Regions from separate parts of the Sus scrofa genome. Here region 1 is linked to region 2. Evidence: chromatin contacts called from public HiChIP or PLAC-seq data. All regions are on one chromosome and are shown on one strand. Each heading gives the region's core, a stretch centred on a gene start, on an enhancer-like site or on the middle of the called end of the contact. The rest is flanking DNA. Distances are from core to core; before and after follow the strand shown. Region 1 holds the start of GNA11 (G protein subunit alpha 11). Region 2 holds the start of AES (amino-terminal enhancer of split).

Region 1 (4,388 bases), core at 1,565-4,064, 35 kb after region 2:
TTCTCTAGTATTTGACTCTTTCAGCAAACATTAAGCTTCTACTGTGTACTTCACAAGAAACTTCTCCTTGGCTACTCACAACAGCTCTCTGAAAAGCAGGTAGTATTATGTTCACTTTACAGATGGGGAAACTGGTCCAGAGATACTAAGTCACCCACCAGCAATCTATACCAGAGTTAAGTGGCAAAAGGAAGGATCCATCCTGAGGTTTAAGTCCTGTGTGAGGAGGAGGCTGGAGGTGGTAAGCAGCAGAAGCAGAGAAGGGAAGAAAGTGCAATTATTTTTTTTTTTTCTTCAGAGAAAAAAAAAGCACCCAGAAGCGCTGGGTTCCTTCATCGATTTCACAAACATTTATCGATCACCTACTGTATAGCAGGTGCTGTTTTTGGCTGTGGGGACACCACAGAGAGCAAGATGGACAAAGTTCCCTGCACACGTAGCACTCCCACATGAGGGTGGGCGATTCCACTCATTGCTACCCAGGAGTTTTGCTGGGGGAGGGAAGAGGCCAGAGGCTCTGTGCTGGACGAGGGGGACCCCACGGTCACCAAGACACTGTGGTCACTGCCCTCCAGGAGTTCACAGTCTGGTGGGGGAGACAGAGAGCAAACAACAAAGAACCCATCCATTCTTCCCTTCAATACTTATTGAGCACCTACTGTGTACTATACTAGAGGCAGCAGTGATCAGAACAGAGAACCCTACAATAGGGTGAGGAGGGAACAGGCAAGCAAAGAAGATGATTTCGGGCTGTGGAAAGGGCTGTGGGAAAGTCCAGCAGGGTGCTGCTGGGGTGGGGGGGTGGCATTGGAAAGGTCTGGCCTGGAAAGACCTGGCCTGACGGCCCCTGGAGGAGGGGACATTGGAGCCAAGGTCCAGGGGACAATGTTTCTGTTCATTTCCCTGGTTACAGTTCTTTATTCAAGTGGAGCTTTCCTCTATTTGTGGGACAGGGTGTGGAGGGGGACCCCAGACCCCTGCCCTGACTGCGTGTCCAACTAGGGTGGGGGCAGAAGGGCCAAGATCAGAGCCTTAAGGAGCCAACCTTTCCTCAGTCCCAATCAACTAATCAGTGGAGACCTTGACCTTCCCCTCTCCCCTTATCTCAAGACAGGTGAGCACAGTGTTCAAGGTGCAGCTTGGAAGGTACATGATGTGATCTGGGCAGAGCCGGGGGTGGGGGTGGGGGTTCCAGCCAAGTCAGGGCTGGGGGAGGTGCCGATGTCAGGGAACTGTGGAGAATGGCACCTCACTTTCCTTGTCCATGAAATGGGTCTCAGCATGAGGAGCACCTCAGACTTTTATACTTTTCCCATCATTCGAAACACATGGGTTGAGTACCTCCTGTGTGTTTGGGCCTCTTTCTAGGTCTCTTTCTGTTAAGAGGCCAGACAGTGAAATTTTTTTTTTTTTTTTGTCTTTTCTAGGGCTGCACCCGCGGCATATGGAGGGTCCCAGGCTAGAGGTCAAATTGGAGCTGTAGCCGCCAGCCTATGCCAGAGCCACAGCAATGCCAGATCCAAGCCACATCTGCGACCTACACCACAGTTCACAGCAACGCTGGATCCTTAATCCACTGAGCCGAGGCCAGGGATTGAACCCATAACCTCATGGTTCCTAGTCTGATTCATTAACCACTGAGCCACGATGGGAACTTCCAGATAGTAAATATTTTAGGGCTGTAGCAACTACATAACTCTGCTGGTGCAGGGTAAAGGCAGCAAATCTCCATAAATGAATGGGCGTGGCTATGCTACCATAAAATTAACTTGGCAGGACTCGGTATATAGTAGGCACTTCATTAATCCTTGTTCCCTGACTGTAATATAGTAGCGCTGCACTAATACCTGGTCCATGCCTGGTATATAGCAAGTGTTGCATTAATGCTTGGACATGCAAGGTTTACAGTAAGCATTCCACTAATGTTTGTTTCCTGCCTGGTATACACCAGGCATTGCATTAATGCTTGGTTACATCGTGGGCACGGCATTAATAGCTGGTCCAGGCCTGGTATACAGCAAGTACTCCATTAATGCTCATTCCATACCTGGCATACAGAAGGCCTTACATTAATGCTAAGCCCAAGTCTGGTATATAGGAGAGGTTCCCTTAATGCATGCTCCAAGAATGGTTGAGAGTAAGGTTCATTTCTGGTCAGGCAATGGCAGGGTCCTGGGAGGCCGTGAATGCTGGTACCTCGCTGCCTCACATGGAGCCCGACGGATCGACCGACAGCAGCTGCGGATCTGAGCCTTTAGCTCCAGCATAGCCGAGCAGGGCCGAGCGGAGCCGAGCGCAGCCGAGCCGCCCTGCAGAGTCCGCCACATTCCCACAATCCCGGGCGGCCCCGCCCGGCTCCCAGCTGCGCGTCCCCCTTCCCACGTCGGCGCAACCTAACCCTCGGGCGCGCCCGCCTCGCCCCGCCCCGCCCCGCCCGTGCGACGCCCCGCCCAGCCCAGCTGCTAGTCCCGCCCCCGCGGCGGGCGCGCGGGCCACCGCCCCCTCCCATTGGCCGCACTGGCCGCCCGTCGGCGCTGTGCGGGCGCGGGTTAGGTTGTGAGGCGCTGTCGCTCGGTCGCGGCGGCTGCGGTTGGCGGTGGCGGCGGCAGTGGCGGCGGCGGCGGCGCGGGCAGAGGGCGTCCGGGCGGGATCAGCGGCCAAGCGGGACCGGCGCTCGCAGGTGGCCGAGGCTGACCGCCGGCCCGGGGGCCGAGCGCCGAGGGCCAGGCGGGCGCGGCCAGGGCAGCTCCGGGCCAGGGCCGGGCCGGCCGGGGGGCGACGGCGGGGGCGGCCGGCGGGCGGCCGGGGCCGGAACGATGACTCTGGAGTCCATGATGGCGTGTTGCCTGAGCGATGAGGTGAAGGAGTCCAAAAGGATCAACGCCGAGATTGAGAAGCAGCTGCGGCGGGACAAGCGCGACGCCCGGCGCGAGCTCAAGCTGCTGCTGCTCGGTGAGTGGGCCTGGCCTGCGGGGTCCCCAGGGCCAGCGGCGCGGGGACGGCCGAGCGTGGCGGCCCTGCGTGGTGTCCACGGTGGGGACCCCGGGCCTTGGGGTCAGCGTACTCGGTGCCGTCGGCCTCTGGGCCACCTAAACCCCGCAGGGTCATCCCCAATCTCTGCTGTACAGGCTGAGTCCCTGAAACGCGAGGGGCCAGCTCCTGCCTCTGCTGTCCACATCAGCGCCCCAGAGCCTCAGGATCTGCCCGTGCCTCTTCTTTCCATGGCAGGGCCCTGATCCCCAATCCCCGAAGTGTCAGTCCCCAGTCTCTGCTGTCCAGAACGGGCCCGGGTTCCTTCAGGATTAGCCCTCGCCCCTCCTGTCCAGGTGGGCTCCCAGGACGCTTCGGGATCAGTCCCGGCCTCTGCTGTCCACTCCTTGATCCCTGCAGGGCCAGCTTCTGCTTCTGCTCTCCAGGTCAGGCCCCCATAACCCTGGAGGGTCTGCCCTATGCCCCTTCTCTTGAGACACGGCCTCTCCCTGCACAGGGCTGGCCCTCCGTCTCTCCCCCACCAGGTGTGCCCCCCTTGCTGACCCCAGCATCTGTTCAGGTCCAGACCTTCCGGCTGTAGTCCAGTAGATGTGCCCCTTGCCTCCTGGGATCCTTTCTCCACTCTTCCCACCAGGTGGAGCCCTGTTCCCTGCGTGCAGGGCCCCTCCAATCTCCGTTCTCTCAGACCAGTCTGTGTGGGGAAGACCCATGTCCCTGCCAGTGAGGTACACCGCATGGGCGAGAAGACAGCCTGTCCCCTTTTCTTGGGGTCGGGGCAGGTGGAGCCCCAGAGGGGCCTTAGCCGGTTTTCAGAACTGGCCAACTCGGCAACCCCCCCTATGTCTTAGTGGGAGCCTGGGCTCCCCGGTCCTCCTCTCCTCCTGGAGAAGACTCCTGTTCGAATCTCCATCTCCCCAAGGCACACCTGTTGGTGGGAGCCAGTCGGCCCAGCTGTCAGCGAAGTGTTGTCACCCCAAATAAGGGTTGTTGGAGGCCTTACCTCCGCAGTCAAAGGCAAGAAGGTCGTTTACACAACAGAAGCCCTTGCCCTACCTTCTCTGGACCTGGGCTGCATTCCTGCACTGTGGGAAAGTTGGAAATGCAGCTGCGATGGGCCGTGGGTGGAGGAGGGGTCTGCCGCGGAGGGGTGTACCGGCTTATTGGTGCAGGGTTTGGAGTCACTGAGTTGCATGGTGGAGGAATGACTTTGTGGAGGCTGCAGGTCTTGGTGGGAACATCTTACTTCTCCCACCTGTGGGGACCCCCCCTGTCCTCTCTTTGATAAAATACCTTGCCAATTTCTTTTCCCCAAATTTGTTCCGCTTTACCTAAAGGCTATAACATGGGCCATCTTTGCAGCAAAGACAGGCAGAGAGTAACCTTAAAGTTTGGAGAAA
Region 2 (4,206 bases), core at 96-2,595:
GCGACGAGCCCTGTGGGGAGGGGGCGGCCCGGGTCAGGACCAGGAGGGGGCCGCCACCCACCTTCCTCCCTGAGGGCGCCCCCCCTCCACCAGGCTGCGGCCTGCGCAGCTGCAGCGTCCCCCCACACCCTGCCCCACTTCCCTGGCTGTGTTTACAGCCCCTGGCTCGGCCCCCGCCCTCGCTTCCTGCCCCCGCCTCTCCCCGAGAAGCTAAGGAGGGTGGGTGCTCCCGGAGCCGCTCGTCCCCCTCCACCCCCAGGCTGTGGGGGTGCATTTGAAGGGCCGCCCTTGGTGGGGGGTAGGGTGCGCCCTCTACCGCGCCTCCACAGCGCCGGGAGGGGTTGCACGTCTGAGCGTCCCAACTGCCTCAGGGAGGGGGGAGAACGCGTCCTAGTGAATCCCCCTCCCCAAAGCTGGGAGGCGGGGGCAGGCTTCCTGGCAAAGTCCCCTTGGGAGAGGGGGCTCTCAGCGCCCAAAATCTTCCGGGGGTGCGGGGGCCCACCCCAGATTCCTAGCACCCTTCCTCCAGGCCGCGCGCTCTTCCGGGAGGGGTGCGCCTTGACTCTCCCCCACTCCCAGGCCCCAAAAGCAGCCCCAGCGTTAGAGGTGCCTAGTGGGGCTCCCGGGGCGCCCCAGGCCCCAGGCCAAGGCCAGCGAGGCCCAGCCTGGCTTGGGGTGGGGGTGCGCAGGGTCCAGGGTCTGGGGCGTGCTCTGAGCTGGGGGCAAAAGGGGACCTGGGGGGGCTCTGGGCCCGGAAGCTGGGAGGGGGACCCGGAGCTGGCGGCGGTTGCGGGGGGGGAGCAGCTCTGGGCCCAGAGCTGGAGGGGACTGGGCCCAGGAGTTGGGGGGAGGTGCCGAGCTGGAGGCGGGGGGTTGGCCTGGCAGGGACCTGGAAGGGGGTCGCAGGGCTTGGACCTAGAGGGGGCGCTGGGTTCGGATATGGGAGGGTACGGGGCCCCGACCTGGAGGGACGCAGGGCCCGAACCTGGGGGAGGGAATAGCCCCGGCTGGGAACTGGGGATACCGGGCCAGGACGTAGGGGGACGCAGGGCCCGGAGCTGGGGGGGGTGGCTGGGCTGGGAACCGGGGGTGCCGGGCCCGGACGGGGGGGGGGGGGGCCGCCGGGCCGACGGGCCCCGCTTACCGAATGCCTGCTTTGTGGAAACATCATGTCAGTCGCGGCGGGGGGCGCAGGCTGCGCCCCGGCTGTGCGCCCCGACTCGGGCTGCTCGGGGCGCCGGGCGGCCGCGCCTTTGTCCCGGAGCCGATCGGCAGCTCCCGGGGCCGCCGCCGCCGCCTCCCGCGCCCGGCCTCGCCCGCTTCCTGCGCCCCCTCCCCGCGCGCCCGGCCCCGGCGCGCCCCGGGCCCCGCTTCCTGCGCGCCCGGCGCCCCTCCCCGCCCCTCCCCGCCGCCCGCCTCCCCGCACGCCCGGCCGCCGCTCCTATTGTCTAATGGCGGCGACGCCGGCAGTGGCCGCGGCCTCGGCTGCGCGGAGGCTCCGGCTCCACCTGCTGCTGTCGCCGCCGCCGCCGCCGCCGCCGCTGCTGCTTCCCGGGCCCCGTGCGCGCCGCCGAGGGGGGGGCGCGCGCCCGGGGAGGCCCGCGGATCCCCACCCATCCGCCTCCCCCGGGCCGGCCGGCGCGGTGACCTTGGGCCCGCGCGCCCCCGCCCCGCCGCGGCCCCTCCCGGCCGGGTGGCCTCGGCAACCGCCAGGGCCTCGGTTTCCCCATCGGTCAAAGCTTGGGGCCCGGCTGCCCCCATCGAAACCGCCGGCGCTGTCATGGCGCGACCCGGACGCGTGCCAGGGACATGCTCTGTAACCTTGGCTCACTGGCTTTTCTCTGAGCCTCGGTTTCCTCCTCCGTAGAAAGGCGGGGATGATACCGCCGACCTCCTGGGAGCCATACCTTGACTCACATTAATGGAGCGCCTACTGTGTGCCAGGTGGGGGTGGGAGGGGGTACAGAGTCCCTACCCTGGTGGAGAAGACAGAAGACAGAGAGACCAGCCAAAGAGCCAGGTCCCTGGCAGGTCAGATGGTGGTAACAGCTATAGAGAAAAGAAAGCAGGAGGGAGGGCCGGGAAGATGTGATTTTAAACAGAGGGAACTCAGATGGACCTCTTTGGCCGCTAAGCGGATCTGAAGACGAGAGAGGGAGCCAGTAGGCTATGGGGTTGGTCGCTTATTTTAGGAGGCAGAAACAGCCAGTGCAAAGGTACTGAGGCAGCACTGTGCCTAGCACAGGTGGGGGTGGGGTGCTTGAGAGGAAAAGGGAGCAGAGGGGCAGGGCTAGCAGCTTCTGGAATTTGCACAGAGGCCTGGCTTCCAGAAGGGCCTCTGCTTGGGTGGATGATCTGCTGTGTTGGTCTGGAAATTCCTAATAATTTTTGAATGGTCTTGTTTTGCATTGGGGCCTGCAAATTCTGTAGCTGGTGATGAGGCGGGACAGATGGTGCAGGGCCTTGTGGGCTCAGGGAGGATTTGGGCTTGCTCGGAGTGAGATGGGAGCCCTGTGAGATGGTGGGCAGAGGAGAAACAGGGCTGATGGGGACTTTGATAGGATCTCTCTCCCTTTCCTGTGGAGAGCAGGCCTCCAAGAAACCAGAAATAAGGCACATTAAGTTCCAGGAAGTGCTAAATACATAGGCTCTTAATTGTCACCATCATCATCATCCACTATGCACCTTTGCCTCCTGGATGAATTTAAATTCTTCCAGCCTTGGGTTTTCCCATTTGTAAAATGGAGACTTAGGACCGTGGTCACCTTTCCCAGGAAGATGAGGGTCCAGGACAAGGTTGAGATGAATAAGCAAAATTTAAGCCCCTCCCACCCCCAAAACCCATCAAGATAAAACAATACTTTAACACTATACATATGTATATATATTTTTTCTTTTTAGGGTTGCACCCACGGCATATGGAGGTTCACAGGTTAGGGGTCGAATCGAAGCTGCAGCTGCTGGCCTACACCACAGACACAGCAACACAGGATCTGAGCTGCATCTGCTACCTATACTACAACTCATGGCAATGCCAGATCTCTGTCCCACTGAGCAGTGCCAGGGGTTGAACCCAAATCCTTGTGGATACTAGTCAGACTTGTTTCCGCTGTGCCACAATGGGAACTCCAACACAATATTTTTAACAATAAAAATTCATGTCCAAAAATTCACAATGAGGAAAACACCATCATGTTAAATGAGATAGCATCCAAAGGGGTCTGCTACGAAAATGCAGGGTCTCCCTCATATGAGACAAAAGGCACAGGAGTTCCCTAGTAGTTCACAGGTTAAGCATCTGGCATTGTCTACTGAGGTGGCGCTGGTTGCTGCTGTGGCAGTTTTGATCCTTGGCCCTGGGGCTTCTGCATGCCCTCTTGCCCTGAAAAAAGAGAAAGGCACAAACTTTTAGAAAATTTATTCCTAACAGTTCTGGAATGTGCAGACCCCACAAATCATATTGGAGTCCCCAGTCAGAATGGGGTACAGAATTTTCTGGACTCAAGGCAAAATGAAAATGCAGGGCCTCGTGTTTACAAAGGATCAGGAATTTAAAGATGGAGAAAACAGGAGTTCCCGTTGTGGCTCAGTGGTTAACGAATCCGACTAGGAACCAAGAAGTTACGGGTTCGATCCCTGACCTCACTCAGTGGGTTAAGAATCTGGTGTTGCCATGAGCTGTGGTGTAGGTCCCAGATTTGGCTCAGATCCCTCATTGCTGTGGCTATGGTATAGGCCAGCAGCTGTAGCTCTGATTAGACCCCTAGCCTGGGAACCTCCATGTGCTGCGGGTGTGGCCCTAAAAAGCGGGGGAAAAAAAAAAGATGGAGAAAACATCCTTTAACCAAGTGCAGGGCCCTTCCTTTGAAGGTAGGGTCTGTAGGGCTTCAGGAGTCATAGGTCCAAGAAACCACCCTGCTCCCAACCCTCCCCACCCCTCGTGGGGACCAGACACCTTTTCTCCTGGGACACCACCTACACCTGGCCCTCATCATCTAGGCAGGCAGCTCCCAGTAAGGGGGCACTTAGTGACCATTTTAGCAGAACCCAGACTTGGAAGGTCAGAGCTGGACACAGACACCCCCAGTACAGTGGGATGAAGCCTGGGCCTTTCAGCATGAAGAGATGCCCAGAAGTGTGAATAATAATAAACCAACCCAGGGAGTTCCCTGGTGGTCTGGTGGTTAGGACTCAGTACTTTTACAG

Evidence for each region. HiChIP or PLAC-seq counts read pairs in DNA pulled down with a chosen protein or histone mark.
Region 1: a contact with region 2 is called in an H3K27ac HiChIP or PLAC-seq map of skeletal muscle. The contact joins the promoter of GNA11 here to the promoter of AES in region 2. A contact is called at or near these places in 2 of 47 Hi-C or Micro-C datasets (embryonic fibroblasts and liver) and 1 of 2 datasets of contacts at active chromatin or transcription factors (skeletal muscle).

What each region holds. Positions count from the first base shown.
Region 1 is chr2:75,455,281-75,459,668 of Sscrofa11.1, reverse strand. GNA11 (G protein subunit alpha 11) reads left to right here and starts at 2,814. Exons shown (of 7, transcript NM_001044538.2): 1 at 2,814-2,952. The coding sequence starts at 2,817.
Region 2 is chr2:75,489,347-75,493,552 of Sscrofa11.1, reverse strand. AES (amino-terminal enhancer of split) reads right to left here and starts at 1,345. Exons shown (of 7, transcript XM_021084158.1): 1 at 1,145-1,345; 2 at 1-10. The coding sequence starts at 1,171.